Regions from separate parts of the Mus musculus genome. Here regions 2, 3 and 4 are each linked to region 1. A link is a contact called in public Hi-C, HiChIP or PLAC-seq and promoter capture Hi-C data. All regions are on one chromosome and are shown on one strand. The core of a region is the stretch at or near the end of the contact, and the rest is flanking DNA. Distances in the headings are between cores, read along the strand shown. Region 1 holds the start of Nog (noggin). Region 2 holds the start of Dgke (diacylglycerol kinase, epsilon). Region 3 overlaps Ankfn1 (ankyrin-repeat and fibronectin type III domain containing 1). Region 4 overlaps Ankfn1 (ankyrin-repeat and fibronectin type III domain containing 1).

Region 1 (3,233 bases), core at 326-2,825:
CAACAACCAGAATAAGTCTCTCTTTTCTCTGCTCTTTTTTCCTTTTGCTTGCCTTTTTAAAATACAGTAGAAGCCGGGTAACTTTTGACGTATAATACTGACCTTTTAATAAGTAAATTAAAACTGGGACCGTATATACACACACATATACATTCCTACACAGTTAAACAGTGCATTACAGGAACCAGAAAGCCAGGTCTCTGTAGCCAAGAAGAAAAAAAGTTCATTGAAAACCCTCGCTAGAGGGTGGTGAAACTGGTTGGAGGTGGTGGGGGTAGGGGGGGCGTTGGTGGGGATCCATCAAGTGTCTGGGCGCGGGCAGGGGGCCCCCCCGAGTTCTAGCAGGAACACTTACACTCGGAAATGATGGGGTACTGGATGGGAATCCAGCCGCAGCGCTGACCCCCGCGCCGCTGACAGCGCCACCGCAGCACCGTGAGGTGCACAGACTTGGATGGCTTACACACCATGCCCTCGGGCACAGAGCAGGAGCGCTTGCTGAAGCAGCTGCCCACCTTCACGTAGCGTGGCCAAAAGCGGCTGCCTAGGTCATTCCACGCGTACAGCACCGGGCAGAAGGTCTGTGACCACAGCCACATCTGTAACTTCCTCCTCAGCTTCTTGCTCAGGCGCTGTTTCTTGCCTTGGGCCAAGCCCTCGGAGAACTCCAGCCCTTTGATCTCGCTCGGCATGGCCCCCGACGGCCGCTGCCGCAGCAGCTGGTCCAGCTCCGCCAGGTCCTCGGCACCTCCAGCCGGTCCCCCGCCCCCTCCGGGTCGGTCCTCAGGGGGCGAAGTAGCCATAAAGCCCGGGTCGTAGTGGCCCCCGAGCAGCGAGCGCAGCAGCGTCTCGTTCAGATCCTTCTCCTTAGGGTCAAAGATAGGGTCTGGATGTTCGATGAGGTCCACCAGGGGCAGGTTGTCGCTGGGTGCTGGGCGGATGTGTAGATAGTGCTGGCCGCCGGCTGGTGCTGCCCGCAGCCCCAGGACCACCACCAGGGCGTAGAGGGTGACCCCCAGGCTGGGGCAGCGCTCCATGCCTCCCGCGCGCGCCCCGGGGCTGCCTCTTCGTCCCGCGTCCCCGGAGGAGAGCACGCCGAGTCCGCGGCGCTGCCGTGCTCCCCGGTCCCTCCGGAGGTGGCTCACCCGAGGCTGAGCAGGCGCAGGGCAGGCAGCATGAGCCGCGAGGAGAGCCGTTCGCGCAGCGCCGGCTCCCGCCGCGGCGCAGAAGACGCGCACGAGTTGGTCGCAATTCCCCCCCGCCGCTCTACTTGGGAAGGCGGCCGCGGTCGGGCATCCGAGATTACTCCAGCGCGACCGTGGGGCGCTGGGGGCGCCGGCTCCTCGCTGTTCTCCCGGGCTGCCGGCGGCGCAGGGCGCGTGGACGAGCCTTTTCCCTCCTCCTCCTCCGGTCGCTCGGCGTCTTGTTTCTCTGTGCGGAGCCTCCGGTAGAGCGGGTCCTGGGCCACTTCTCTCTGCCTGCTCCGGGCAGCGCAGCCGGCTCTGCCCGGCGGACTCCAGCGGCGGTGGCGGCGGTGGCGGCGGCGGCGTCCGCGCACGTTGGCACCGGTTTGTCTGTCTCGCAGGGTCCAAGCCTTTAAATTTCCTGCACTTTCAGCTCCATCACCATGGAAACCACTGACTCTCTCTCCGCGTTGCCCCCTCCCCCTTCTTCCCCCCAAACAACAACCCCACCCCCAACTCCTCCACCCGCGAGGAGCCGGAGACGCACGGGCTCGGGGGGAAAGCGACTGCACTGGTCGCCGCGGCGGCGGCGGCGGCGGCGGCTCCGGCAGCGCCCAGGACTGTGCCCCGCCGGACCCAGATGCCCCGGGAAGCCGACAGTCAGGCTGCCCGCCGGAGCTCACAGGCGGCGGCGGCGCGGCAGCGGCGGTGGCGGCGGCGGCGGTGGCGCTTGGCAGGTCTCCGCGCAATTTTCTCTCCCCCCCCCAACCCCCGCCCCGGTTCTCCTCCTCCTACAAAATGCACCGCCCCCCTCCTTTCTCCTGGAGCAATGCAATGGGGCTCTAGGCGCCCCGCCAGGGCCAGTCCCGGGGAAAGCTCGTGGCGGCGCTGGAGCCAGGCTGGAGGGTGCAGGGCTGGAGTTGAGGGGTGTGGGGTTGTCGAGGTGGGGCTGGGGGACTCTCACTAGCTGAGTGATTTGTACCGGGAGGGGAGCAGCAGGGAGATGCCGGGGGCCCGGTTTCCAGTGCAGTTCCTAGCAAGAAATTTCTCCATGTGCATGGAGCATTTTCCCGGGTGCGTGTCTTTTTTACACTCTCTCTCTCTCTCTCTCTCTCTCTCTCTCTCTCTCTCTCTCTCTCTCTCTCTCTCTCTCTCTCGGGCTTGGGGTAAGTCCCCTCCCCCCAACACACACACACACACACACACACACACACACACACACACACACACACACACACACACACACCAAGAGCCGCAGCGTTGCGCAGCGTGATGTAATTTCTAGGTAGCACCCCTTCTCTGCCCCTCAGATCCACGAAGCGGGGAGTCGGGGGTCTTCTCACCCTCCTCCTTCGCCTAGTCCTACCGGGTGAGTGGCGGGGAGATAGAGGTACATCCTCCTAGCCTGTGGCTCTCCTAATCTTCGCTGCTTGGTACAACTAGCTCTCACCTCCCTGGGGGCGGCGCGCCCTCTGCTGGCCCTTTGTGATCCCTGCATTTAGTTCTGGCTGGTGTGTGTGTGTGTGTGTGTGTGTGCGCATCTGTGCCATATTTACACACTGACAGGCACTTTATGCTTTTGAATGCTTTCTCATAGATCTCCAGACTTAGTGTAAACAAAGATCCTGAGATTTTCCTCCAAGGTACTTCGATTTCACAAGTACACAGGTTTGCATCATCTGGCTGGGGCAAACAGCCTCAGTGGGCAGAGAGTGGTGACTAGAAAAGGAAATGTATACTAGAAATAAGGTACCCTAGTTCTGGATGCTGTCCACTCTGGCACATCTATGTAGACCTTGGGTAAGTCGCTTGGGTGGCACTCTAAACTTTAGTTTTTGGATTAGTGACCTAAGTTCCCCCCCCCCCCCAACCATCTTATAGTTCTAACAACTGAGTTAGGTCACTAATCCAAATTCAGCCCAGCAAAGGGACACTGCTTATTGAAAAGAAGGAATAAACCCTTTGATGAGAAATGGGAACTGTTTTCCTTTGGAGGAAGAGCTGGGTCAAGACCGAGCTCAGAGTCCTTTATGATGGTGACGTGATCCC
Region 2 (3,233 bases), core at 374-2,873, 240 kb before region 1:
AGGTGACTCATCTGACACTTAGTCCTGAAAGATCTGACAACAGAAATGTCCTTTCAAGACTGGGGAGAGAGCCCAACAGCCTGATGAGTTAGGAGCCACAGAACTCGAAGGGAGCTCACTTTGCACCCCCACACCCCATAAATAAATGAGTGGAAAACGTAAATCTCCTTTCCCGTCTTGTGTGTCAAACACTTGACTATGACACCAATCGCTACAATAGCTACAGAAATTTAAAGCCCTGCTTTGGGTTGACCCTTGTTTTCATAGTTCCAAATCAAGAACAAATTGGTTTTGTGACTGGCATAAGGTTCTTTGTGTACCCTTCATTCTTCCTTATGTAAAGTGGGATGCTACAGAGTAGCCACGAGCCAGGCAGCACTTAAACAGGCCTTTGATGAAAATTAAGAGCCTTGGCAGGGGTGGGAATTTAGGGGTGGTGTTGGTGGTGGAATTCAGTTGTTAGAGAGCTTGAATAACATGCTTAAGGCTTTTGGGTTGGATACCCAGCACCTCATGAACTGGTTCAGGTGATGCAAACCTGTATTTTCAGCACGGGGAGGCGAAGCATTAAAAGTTCAAGGTCATCTGCTATCCTTAGTGAGTTTGAGGCTAGCCCGGGCCACAGGGGAGAGACTGTCTCACAAAGGGTAAAAACAAAAATAAAAACAAACAAAAACACCAACCAACATCTACATGAGACTTGCTTCAAACGCCAGGGATGCCGTGAATAGTTTGGGCCATTTGCTGAGATGAATTTAGGTCTCACCACCCACTGTTTACAATCCTGCCTCCCATAAAAGCCATACCTGTAATCGCACAGTTTAGGCTGGCTGCCACACTGCTGCCTGCAGAATACACAGTAAGAGCACAGGGGCACGTTGCCGCGGATCCAGTGGTGGGGCATGGCATCTGCGGCCTTGTCGTTCTTGAGCATGATCTCCTTGCACGGGAAGCGCTTGTCGACCTTCTTGAGGCAGCCCTCGTCCACGCGGAGCCCACAGCAGTCGCAGAAGGCTCCTTGCAGGATGTGCTGCGCGCACACGCAGCAGTAGGTGGGGTGGCTGAACAGGTCGGTGTCACGCCAGCAATGCTTGCTCTTGCGGAAGATATCCCTGCGGTGCAGCTGCCGGCGCGACCGCTGCAGGCTACACCATAAAGTGATGAACACCGGCAACAGCACGGAGCACAGCGTCCATAGGACCAAGTGGCCATCAGGGAGCAGGCTCTGGGCGGGTGGGCCGGACCGCTGGTCCCCCTCCATCTTCTCAGGCCCAGGCGTGGCCTATGGAGCGCCGGGTCCAGAAGGCTTGCCTTCGGATTCACTGCGTGGGGTTGCGGCTCGTCCCGAGGCTGCGCGTGGCCTCGGCCCCGGGAAAGGCGCAGGTCGCACCCGCGGGCTCCGTGCAGTACAGGCTTGGCTCGCGGCCACTGCGTTCACAACGGCTGTCGCGCTGAGCCTCGCCCGTGCCTCTCTCGCGAGGTCTCCGGAGACCCCCCCCCCAACCCCCCAGTTCGCTCTCGCGGTCGCCGGTACCACCTACAGCCAAGCCTCCGGCCGCCGTCCCACCCTCAGGCCGCGAGATCTGCGTGGGATGAGGAGGCCGCGCTTGAGAAGCGCACCTGCGCAGTCCGCACGCCGGCCGGCAGCTCGGCGAGGGCTGGGAGGGGCCTGACGCGCCCACAACTTGGGCGGGGCCAGGTAGGACAAAGCCAATGGCGGTGCTTTCCGATGGTGGGCGGAGCTAGAGGAAGGCGGAGTCTGCGCTGATAAAATTTGTAGGCGGGACCAGGTGTAGGGCGGGGCTCGCGGCGGCGCTCCCCTTGGGTGGGAGGGGGTCAGGTATGAGGGCGTGGCGGAGGCTAAGAGGTGGCTTGGAAAGTTGAAAGACTTCAAGGGTCTGGACCATCTAGGAAAGGATGAGCAGAGGAACGGATAAGATGGTGTGGAATGAGGCATGGTTTAGGGAAATCAGGGGCGGAGTAAGTACATGGTTGACTATCAAAAGTTCAGAACCAAAGGAAGTTCTACCATAAGTGACTTAACAGTATTTGACCTTTAGCCTGATCCCCTTCTTCAACGGTGAAGGTGGAATTGGCATGATTATGGATATCGGGGAATCCTGGATGGAGAAAACTGGCTCTTTTGAAGGTGTTATGTTCATTCAGAACACAAGTCAAAGACTGCCAAAAGTTACCAGTGTATTATATAAATATAATAAAATAATAAAATAACTGGACATGTGGCCCACATGTGGATGGACCTCTGTGAGTTCAGGGCCAGCCTGATCTACATAGTGTGAGGACCAAAACAGGAAAAATAAAGCATACAGGTTAAGAGTTCTGTTTGTATTTAAGGATAAGTTCCTGTTTGTCTTGTGTTTGTTTGACCCATCTGCACGGATGTGTTTGATTACATGTGGACCGGAAGTAAATCAGGGTCACATGTAGGCAGGAAATACATCAAGATTTACGCTTGCCCCCAGTTGAACCAGACGGGAAATGCAGTGAATTGTGGGTTTTGCCTTTTTAAGCCCGTGCAAAGCACGACTTGAGGCCATTCTCTGGGAACCCCGAGATGAACTTGGCCAGAGAGTCCATCACCTTGGCCAGTATTTAATTAAAGCTTACATTAAATTTGGTTTTAAATTGTGGTAGTGGTCTTATTCTCTACTGAGGGATTATCACGAGTTCTTGGTCAACTAGGGATACACAATAAGACAAACAAAACAAACAAAACAATGCAAAACCAACCAAACAAGCCGGGCAGTGGTGGCGCACGCCTTTAATCCCAGCACTCGAGAGGCAGAGGCAGGCAGATTTCTGAGTTCGAGACCAGCCTGGTCTACAAAGTGAGTTCCAGGACAGCCAGGGCTGTTCAGAGAAACCCTGTCTTGAAAAACAAAAACAAAAACAAACAAACAAAAAAAACCCAACCAAACAACAACAACAACAAAAACCCGAACCAAAACAACCCCAGGGATAAGAGTTCACCTGATTTACTTCCGGTCCACATGTGATCAAACACATCCGTGCAGATGGGTCAAACAAACGCAAGACAAACAGGAACTTATCCTTAAATACACTTTGTATTTAAGTACCTTAAATACACAAAGATCACTTTGTTTTACTTTGGCCATTCATGGGCCAGAGAGATGGTTCAGTAGATACCTGCTGCTAAGCCTGAAAGCCTCACTTTGATTCTTGGGACCCAAACACTCTCTGTGGCATGTGAG
Region 3 (3,233 bases), core at 298-2,797, 240 kb after region 1:
GCCCTATCCTCCCTCTCTGTCTTGGTCTATATCTATCTATGGAGCATTGCTATGAATAATCTAATTTGGGACTATCCCAGTCCAGGTGGGCGAGACAACTGTTTATTTTCCACCCAGGATTCAGGCTGCCCTTTTACAGTTTAAAGCAAGTGATTTCCAGGTGGGAAGGTTTACCGTGCCATCTAGGAGATTTTTGACTTGAATACAGCTTTACTTTGATTCCATCTTTTAAAGTCACGTGATTCTGAGTACTCTATCAAGGTCAGAGACTACTGGGTAGGTGGCTCGGTGGCTCAGGGGAGTGTGTCACAAGTTTTATCTTCAGTGCACCCTCAAGAGGCTGTGACAACATGTCTCTCGTCATAGTAGCATAACCTCTGGGAGTGTGCTGAACATCTAATCTAAAAATCAGAAGTCCAAAATGCCCCAAAACCTCACACATTTTGCATATAGATCCAACAGCAACAAGTGGAGAGGTCCATGCTGTTAAAACTATTAAAAATGTTGTATTAAAACACCCTCAGGCTACATGGCTAAGGTATATGAGGAACAAATGAATTTGTATTTAGACTTGCCTCAATATCCTAGGATGCCTCATTCTATGTGTAGAACTGTTTCAAAAGCCAAAGGACACATTTCAGTCCCAAGCATTTGGGGTAAATGGTAATTAATCCGCACTCAATGTCAGGCCAATGGGTCCAGGTCCTTGGCAAAGGAGCTGCAGGACTCCTCCAGTCCCTAATCTATTCTTCAATGGGTATTTATTCATGCCCTGAGCAAAGAAGATATACGGTGTCACACAACTGCTGGTTACCCACAGGTGTTAGATCCCCTGTGCACCTTGGAAACAGTATCCTTTTCCTGAGCATCCTGGATGCACCTTGGAAACAGTATCCTTTGTCCTGAGCATCCTGGATGCACCTTAGGAACAGTATCCTTTTCCTGAGCTTGCTTAGTCTCTCTGGCCTAATGACTCCTTCCCTCCTGACTTGCAGTCAGCCTTACAGTCATTTTGAATGTTTTGGTTCCTTAGCTATGCCAGATGTTTTCTTAACACCAGGCCTTTGCACACGATGTTCTGTCTGGGGGCTCAGCCCCTTTTTAATAGTTAACTCCTCTCCATCCTTGAAATTTCAGCTTAAACCTCTTCTCTAGGTTTTCCTAAGCCTGGGGGTCCTTGCTCTGTAGTCCGAGATGTGGCACCTGTGGCTCTCTCTTCCCATCACCTTTTGTCGCACTTGTTGTATATCTTCCATCTCCTTCATATTGTAGAGCTTGAGTGACTTCCAGGTCTCTTGTTCAATGCTGTGTCAGAGTGTCTAGCAGAGTTCCAGACATGTGGAAGGCATTCAGTAAACGTACAGTGTTTCGTCAATGTGTGTAGCATGTACTTGTTGAATATTGAATGAATAACTGAAAACCCCAGAAGAAAAACGTGAGGAGGCCTCAGGATGCTAAGATCTTGACGTTTTCTTGGTCTGCCCTGTCTACATCTTCTCACCAAGCACATGCACTGAAGATTTGCCTCCTCTGACTAATTCTTTTCAATTAATCTCAGCCCTCATGGATCACACCCTCACTCTGTCCCCCACTCCTGAGCACTTTCACAGCATGTTCTTGCTTTTTTGTTCTCCAGATGTTTCCTGGGGTTTGTGTCATGTCTACAAACTGGTATTCTCCAGTAACTCCTAGCATAAGCCTGCAATTAGCAGATGCCTTGATTCAACGAACAGCAGGCACTCAAATGGGGAGTTTCATGATCAGAGTCTTGTAGGAAGATGACTCTGGTTTGTGGGGGGATGGATGGCTTGGATGAGCCAGATTGAAAGGGGAGTTTACTAACGACTACAGCTCAGACTCGGGATCTCAAAGCAGACTTCTGCTCTCTTTTCCTCCTCCCCTCCGAGTCCTAACACCAGTGCCCTCATTGGGAACACCGTGAACGTTCCTTCCTTTCTCAGAACGTCCCTCCACCCAGTTCCACCCCCTCAGCCTTCTTCCTTGTTTAGGTTGTCATCATGCTTCACTGATTCTATTAAAATGTCCTTTGAAGAAAGAGATGACAATTTTATTTTCCCTCCTGCAGCCTCTGCAGCTCTTGGCCCATTGCCTTGCAGATAATAACTGCTCAGTGAACTCTAAGACAGGGAAGCCTTTATGAAGCTGGATGGTTGGAAGGGCATGAAGGAGAGTAGGGCTATCTTTCCAAAGACACACTTAATGAGAGAGATGTAACTGACCATAGTACAGGTGGAAATAAATAAGTGTCATTCACAGGATCCGAGGGGTATACATAGGGGACAGTTGGTCACTTCCTCCTCAGATGTGCAAGGAGTAGTGAAAGAAGGTTGTACTATTATGTGCAGGAATGAAGACTCCTGAAGATTGGCAAGGAGAGGAGCCCAAGGCACAGAGGCCCTTGGACTGTGGCAGGGATGAGTAGTCCCTGGGACTAGACTGCAGTAAATAGTCACAGATGAACTCATTAGAACTTGTTTCACAAAGCCTGGGGAGGACTTGATGCTGTGTTGAGTCTAGACTTCCTACTAGTGGTGATATGGATACCTAAAAAACAAACAAACAAACAAACAAACAAAACGCTAGGATAGTTGAGCAAAATCCCTCAGGTCTAGACTGGAGTAGAGTGAACCCACAAACAGAAAGATGCTAGTGCTCAGGGCCTGTGACAAGTAAACTAAGATACAAGAGCAAGGTGCACTCAGAGGCATTGAGATGGACTTGTTGACAGAAAGAAGCTAAAAGGGTTTCAAGTTCTAGTCTACATGGGCTCATTTCTAGGAGATGCATTCAGTTCAGTTGGTGTATATGTTGGTTCTTAGGCCTCTGCCATACTGTTTTGGTTACTATAACTCTGTGGCATGTTTGGAGATTGGGAATTGTGATGCCTCCAGTTTTCTCCCCCTGTTTATTGGGTTTCTTTGCATCTGTATGAGTTTTGGGATTCTTCTTCCTCTTCTCCTTCTTCTCCTTCTCCTCTTCCTCCTCCTTCTTCTCTCCCTCTTCCTCTTCCTCTTCCTCTTCCTCTTCTTCTTCTTCTTCTTCTTCTTCTTCTTCTTCTCCTTCTTCCTCTTCCCTCCTCCTCCTCTTCCTCCTCCTCTCCTCTCCTCCTTCCTTCCCTCCCTTTTTCTTTCTCTTTCTTTCTTTGTTTCTTTCTTTGTCTCTCTCTCTTTCCTTCTCCTCCTCCTTCTCCTTCTTCTCCTTCTTCAAAAATG
Region 4 (3,233 bases), core at 501-3,000, 210 kb after region 1:
AAGGACACTTTTTTTCTGCCTTGGTTGATCTTTCTCACCTTCTCAGAACCTTATCACTTAGGAAAGCCAGCTGCCAAGTCGCTGGCTTGCCACATGGAGAGGCCCATGTAGCCAGGGATGCAGAGTTCTTCCCAGCTGTGGCTCTGAGTAATGGGGGTAGAACCTGTAACTCAATTCAATAGCGAGGTGATAGCCATTTTGTGGATACTCTGAGCATCCATCCTGGTCCCACATTTCTAATCCATAGAAACCGAGATCAATGTCATCGTATGCTAAGTTTTGAGGGTGATTGAATACCTAGTGATATAGATAATAGCTAACAAAGGATTATGTCCATCTTACAAATAAGGAAAATGAGGCCTGAAAAGACTAAAGATTTTTCTTACAAAGTATCACTATGTGGAATTTGGAACCAGAACTCCTTGAGTCCAGAAACTTGGTTTTTAGCCTGTGCTGAGGATTTGATCTAAAAGCATCATCTCCAGTGGTTATCTTACTTGGTATGGTGGTGAGTGCTTGCTGAATCGGGAGCAGTAGGGACACCTTCTGAACCAATAACAATGGGAATGTTAGGAATTAGGGATAAGAAGCTAGACTGTAGATACAAGCACAAAAAGGCACTGATAGAGGCAGTCAAAAGCACTGTTCAATTCTATCTGTAAGAGTTTAGGTTTTGACAAAGAGAGCTTGTTCTATGTGGGGTACATTTAAAAATTCAGAGCAAAAGCTGACTCCCAAGGGAAGGGAATCGTGCCATTTGCAATATTGTGGGTGAACCTGGAGAAACCAGACACGAAAATACAAACCTCAGGATTATATGTGTGTATGTGATATGAACCTTATAATGTTCACGTCACGCAATTAGAGAGCAGAAGGCTGTTTGCCAGCTCGCTGGAGGCTGGAGAGGTAAGACACCAAGGATCAGAGAGTGTAAACTTCCAGTTAGAAGTCTGACAAGTCCTGGGGAATCTATGTGCAGCATGAAGAATGCTGAATGTGCTAATGAATTTGACTATGGTGATTACTCTGCAGTGTATACAAATATCAAACCCTCATGCTTTGAAGATAATCACATTTCCCCCTGTCAATCAAATATCTAGAAATTAAGAGAAAGAAGCTGTTGTTGAAGAGTGGGTGATTGAAACGGAGACTGAAGCCACCTGAGAGTCATTATTTAGAGACACGGAATAGGGTCAGAGACCCACCCCCACATTTGGTGACATCCTTGCCTTTAGATTGCAATATGGATGTTAAGATGTTGAACATATAGTGGTTGAGATTCAAAAGTCTTTATGTATCTCAACTAGAGTTGAGATCCAGGACAAGGTCCTGGTGGCAAGATAGTGTGGTATGCGCAAGGACAGAAGGGTGACATAATGTGGGAGGTAAGCTTTGAGGAGCAGACTTGCAAGTCAGAGTGAGGATTTACACCCCTCTTTTAATGAGGCAGATAAGAATAAGTGATTCGCTCAGGAGACCCACTTAGGGCTCATTTTTCCATATTCTTAATGGCTGCAAATCTTTGTCCTTTGAGAGTTACCCAGTCTGTGGAACAGGGAGGGTGATGATGCTGGCTGGGTGTCACTAATCAACCAGTCTGGTTTTCTCATGCAGGGACTCTGAAGACAATCCCAAAAGTGTTTCGGGCCGTGCCAGCGCTGTTGCAGCGAGCGTGGCGTCTCCCAGGAGGGCCCGGGGAAAGACTAACATTGGCTTGGGTTGCAGACTTTCTGCTGCGTTTGTTTACACAAAGCCGGCCTCATTAGTTTATAGTCACACCTCTTAGACACAGCCTGCACCATTCCCAGCACCAGCACAGACTCCTGGCTACGGCAGAAATGAGGGGCACCTCCTGTGCGCTGGGGGTTGCAGCACAGGGGTCTGTACTGTCTGCAAGTGACAGTTGCTCTGTGGTGGTATTGTACGGCAGTCTCTGAATATGACGATTCTGGGCAGCACAGGGGGAGGCTTCTAGGGTGTGGGAGGGGCTCACCATACAGCAGAGTGGAGGGATCTGGAGAGACAGGAAGATGCAAGTCAAGGGAAAGAGAAGGAGCATCCCACATACAGAGGCGTGTCCCACAGTTTTGCTAGTCCACATCACTAGACAGTGAACAGTGAAAAACGGGCCAGGGGCCAGGTACACTGAGCATCAAACTTAGCAACTGTGTCGAGGGAATCATGGGAGCAGATACAACCCAAAATACTCCAAAGTACAAGTTCCTGGGAAATTTACATCATTTTCCTCTTATAGATAGAGGTGTCAGAAGATTAAAGTTTATATCAATGCTTTCTGAGTATCAAGTAGGTCTTTGGTACTAGGACCAAAGGATGAGGCAAAAATGCATGAATGTGGCCAGATCTGCACAAGGCAGGAATCCTAAGGAGCTGGTGTCTTTAGGACTGGTGGCATTGGCAGGCTTTCATGGTAGCAAATGAACAGCAGACTTGGGCTGTGACTAGCGGATGGAGTGGGATATGGTAAGTTAGGTAGAGAGAGGGGTTTGGTTGGGGCTTCTATACCCAAGGGCAGCAAGGCTTTCTCAGATAGCAGCTGCTCCACAGAGCGTCTTAGCTACTGGAAAGCCATCAGTGCCCAGAGCAAAAGTCCTGTGGTTCCCATGCTTAAGGGTGGTCCCTAGCGGCAGTCCTTCCAGGTTCTGGCCTGTTTCCTAGGGTCTTCCAAGCTTGTAGGGAAACATGTGGGATGCCCCTTTAGTTAACAGCCAGTATTTTCCTCAGTGGGAGTGACCGCTGCAGTAGATCCCCAGGGGTTAGCTGAGTTTCACTTGCCAGAGCCAACTTTGGGCCAAATGTATTCTATGAAAAAAAAAAAGCCCTCCAACAGTTCCCACAGCTTTAATTGCTTGTTCTTCTGGGTGGTGGAATCAAATCCGGTGCTATCCTCCCTCCTACCACCTGCAGTGTGAATCGTCTCTTTTCCCATGGTACCCATGCTGCGTCCATTATCCACCCATTACCCAGGAAGTAGCCAGCTCCAAGAACCAGATCGACTCCCATGACATTGTGGTGCTTGGGCTCAAAAATAACCCTTATCTGACTTAATAATGTTTCCCAAGGTGAGAGGGTGATAATAGTAAATTGTTATATTTTATTAGTAGTGTTATTATTAGTCTCTTATTGAATGTATAGGAGAAACATTACATGTAGTTACATACAGTGTTAAATATAGTGATAGATATAAACACATAGATGCTGCTATCCACAGTTTT

The links. Hi-C and Micro-C count contacts between places; a contact is called where the count stands out from the background. HiChIP or PLAC-seq counts read pairs in DNA pulled down with a chosen protein or histone mark. Capture Hi-C pulls out chosen DNA fragments and counts their contacts.
Region 2: a contact with region 1 is called in a promoter capture Hi-C map of liver. The contact joins the promoter of Dgke here to the promoter of Nog in region 1. A contact is called at or near these places in 10 of 39 promoter capture datasets (the 3T3-L1 cell line, embryonic stem cells, hippocampal neurons and 3 more), 2 of 15 datasets of contacts at CTCF or cohesin (embryonic stem cells and thymocytes), 2 of 484 Hi-C or Micro-C datasets (both in embryonic stem cells), 12 of 115 datasets of contacts at active chromatin or transcription factors (bone marrow-derived macrophages, double positive thymocytes, embryonic stem cells and 3 more) and 3 of 9 other capture datasets (adipose tissue, embryonic stem cells and liver).
Region 3: a contact with region 1 is called in a Hi-C map of uterus, with 9 times the contacts expected there. The contact joins the enhancer-like site here to the promoter of Nog in region 1. A contact is called at or near these places in 7 of 484 Hi-C or Micro-C datasets (cerebellum, cerebral cortex, embryonic fibroblasts and 3 more), 4 of 115 datasets of contacts at active chromatin or transcription factors (craniofacial prominence, embryonic forebrain, embryonic midbrain and 1 more) and 1 of 9 other capture datasets (embryonic stem cells).
Region 4: a contact with region 1 is called in an H3K4me3 HiChIP or PLAC-seq map of embryonic limb bud, with 2.7 times the contacts expected there. The contact joins the enhancer-like site here to the promoter of Nog in region 1. A contact is called at or near these places in 1 of 39 promoter capture datasets (neural stem cells), 3 of 484 Hi-C or Micro-C datasets (cortical neurons, embryonic stem cells and myocytes) and 3 of 115 datasets of contacts at active chromatin or transcription factors (embryonic forebrain, embryonic limb bud and embryonic midbrain).

Annotation. Positions count from the first base shown.
Region 1 is chr11:89,300,984-89,304,216 of GRCm38.p6, forward strand. Nog (noggin) reads right to left here and starts at 1,576. Exons shown (of 1, transcript NM_008711.2): 1 at 1-1,576. The coding sequence starts at 1,037. The coding sequence ends at 339.
Region 2 is chr11:89,059,125-89,062,357 of GRCm38.p6, forward strand. Dgke (diacylglycerol kinase, epsilon) reads right to left here and starts at 1,624. Exons shown (of 11, transcript NM_019505.4): 1 at 807-1,624. The coding sequence starts at 1,261. Dgkeos (diacylglycerol kinase, epsilon, opposite strand) reads left to right here and starts at 1,627. Exons shown (of 4, transcript NR_110336.1): 1 at 1,627-1,699.
Region 3 is chr11:89,540,539-89,543,771 of GRCm38.p6, forward strand. All of the region lies in intron 2 of Ankfn1 (ankyrin-repeat and fibronectin type III domain containing 1), which reads right to left. Among named protein-coding and RNA genes, the nearest start is that of Ankfn1, 150 kb to the right of the region's middle. Within about 2 kb of position 1,548, at least 3 of the 459 cell types and tissues checked have an H3K27ac peak or open chromatin away from gene starts, as enhancers often do. A contact at or near this core is called in uterus, where this site is marked.
Region 4 is chr11:89,513,826-89,517,058 of GRCm38.p6, forward strand. The region is part of intron 5 of Ankfn1 (ankyrin-repeat and fibronectin type III domain containing 1); the gene reads right to left. Among named protein-coding and RNA genes, the nearest start is that of Gm42088, 140 kb to the left of the region's middle. Within about 2 kb of position 1,751, at least 14 of the 459 cell types and tissues checked have an H3K27ac peak or open chromatin away from gene starts, as enhancers often do. A contact at or near this core is called in embryonic limb bud, where this site is marked.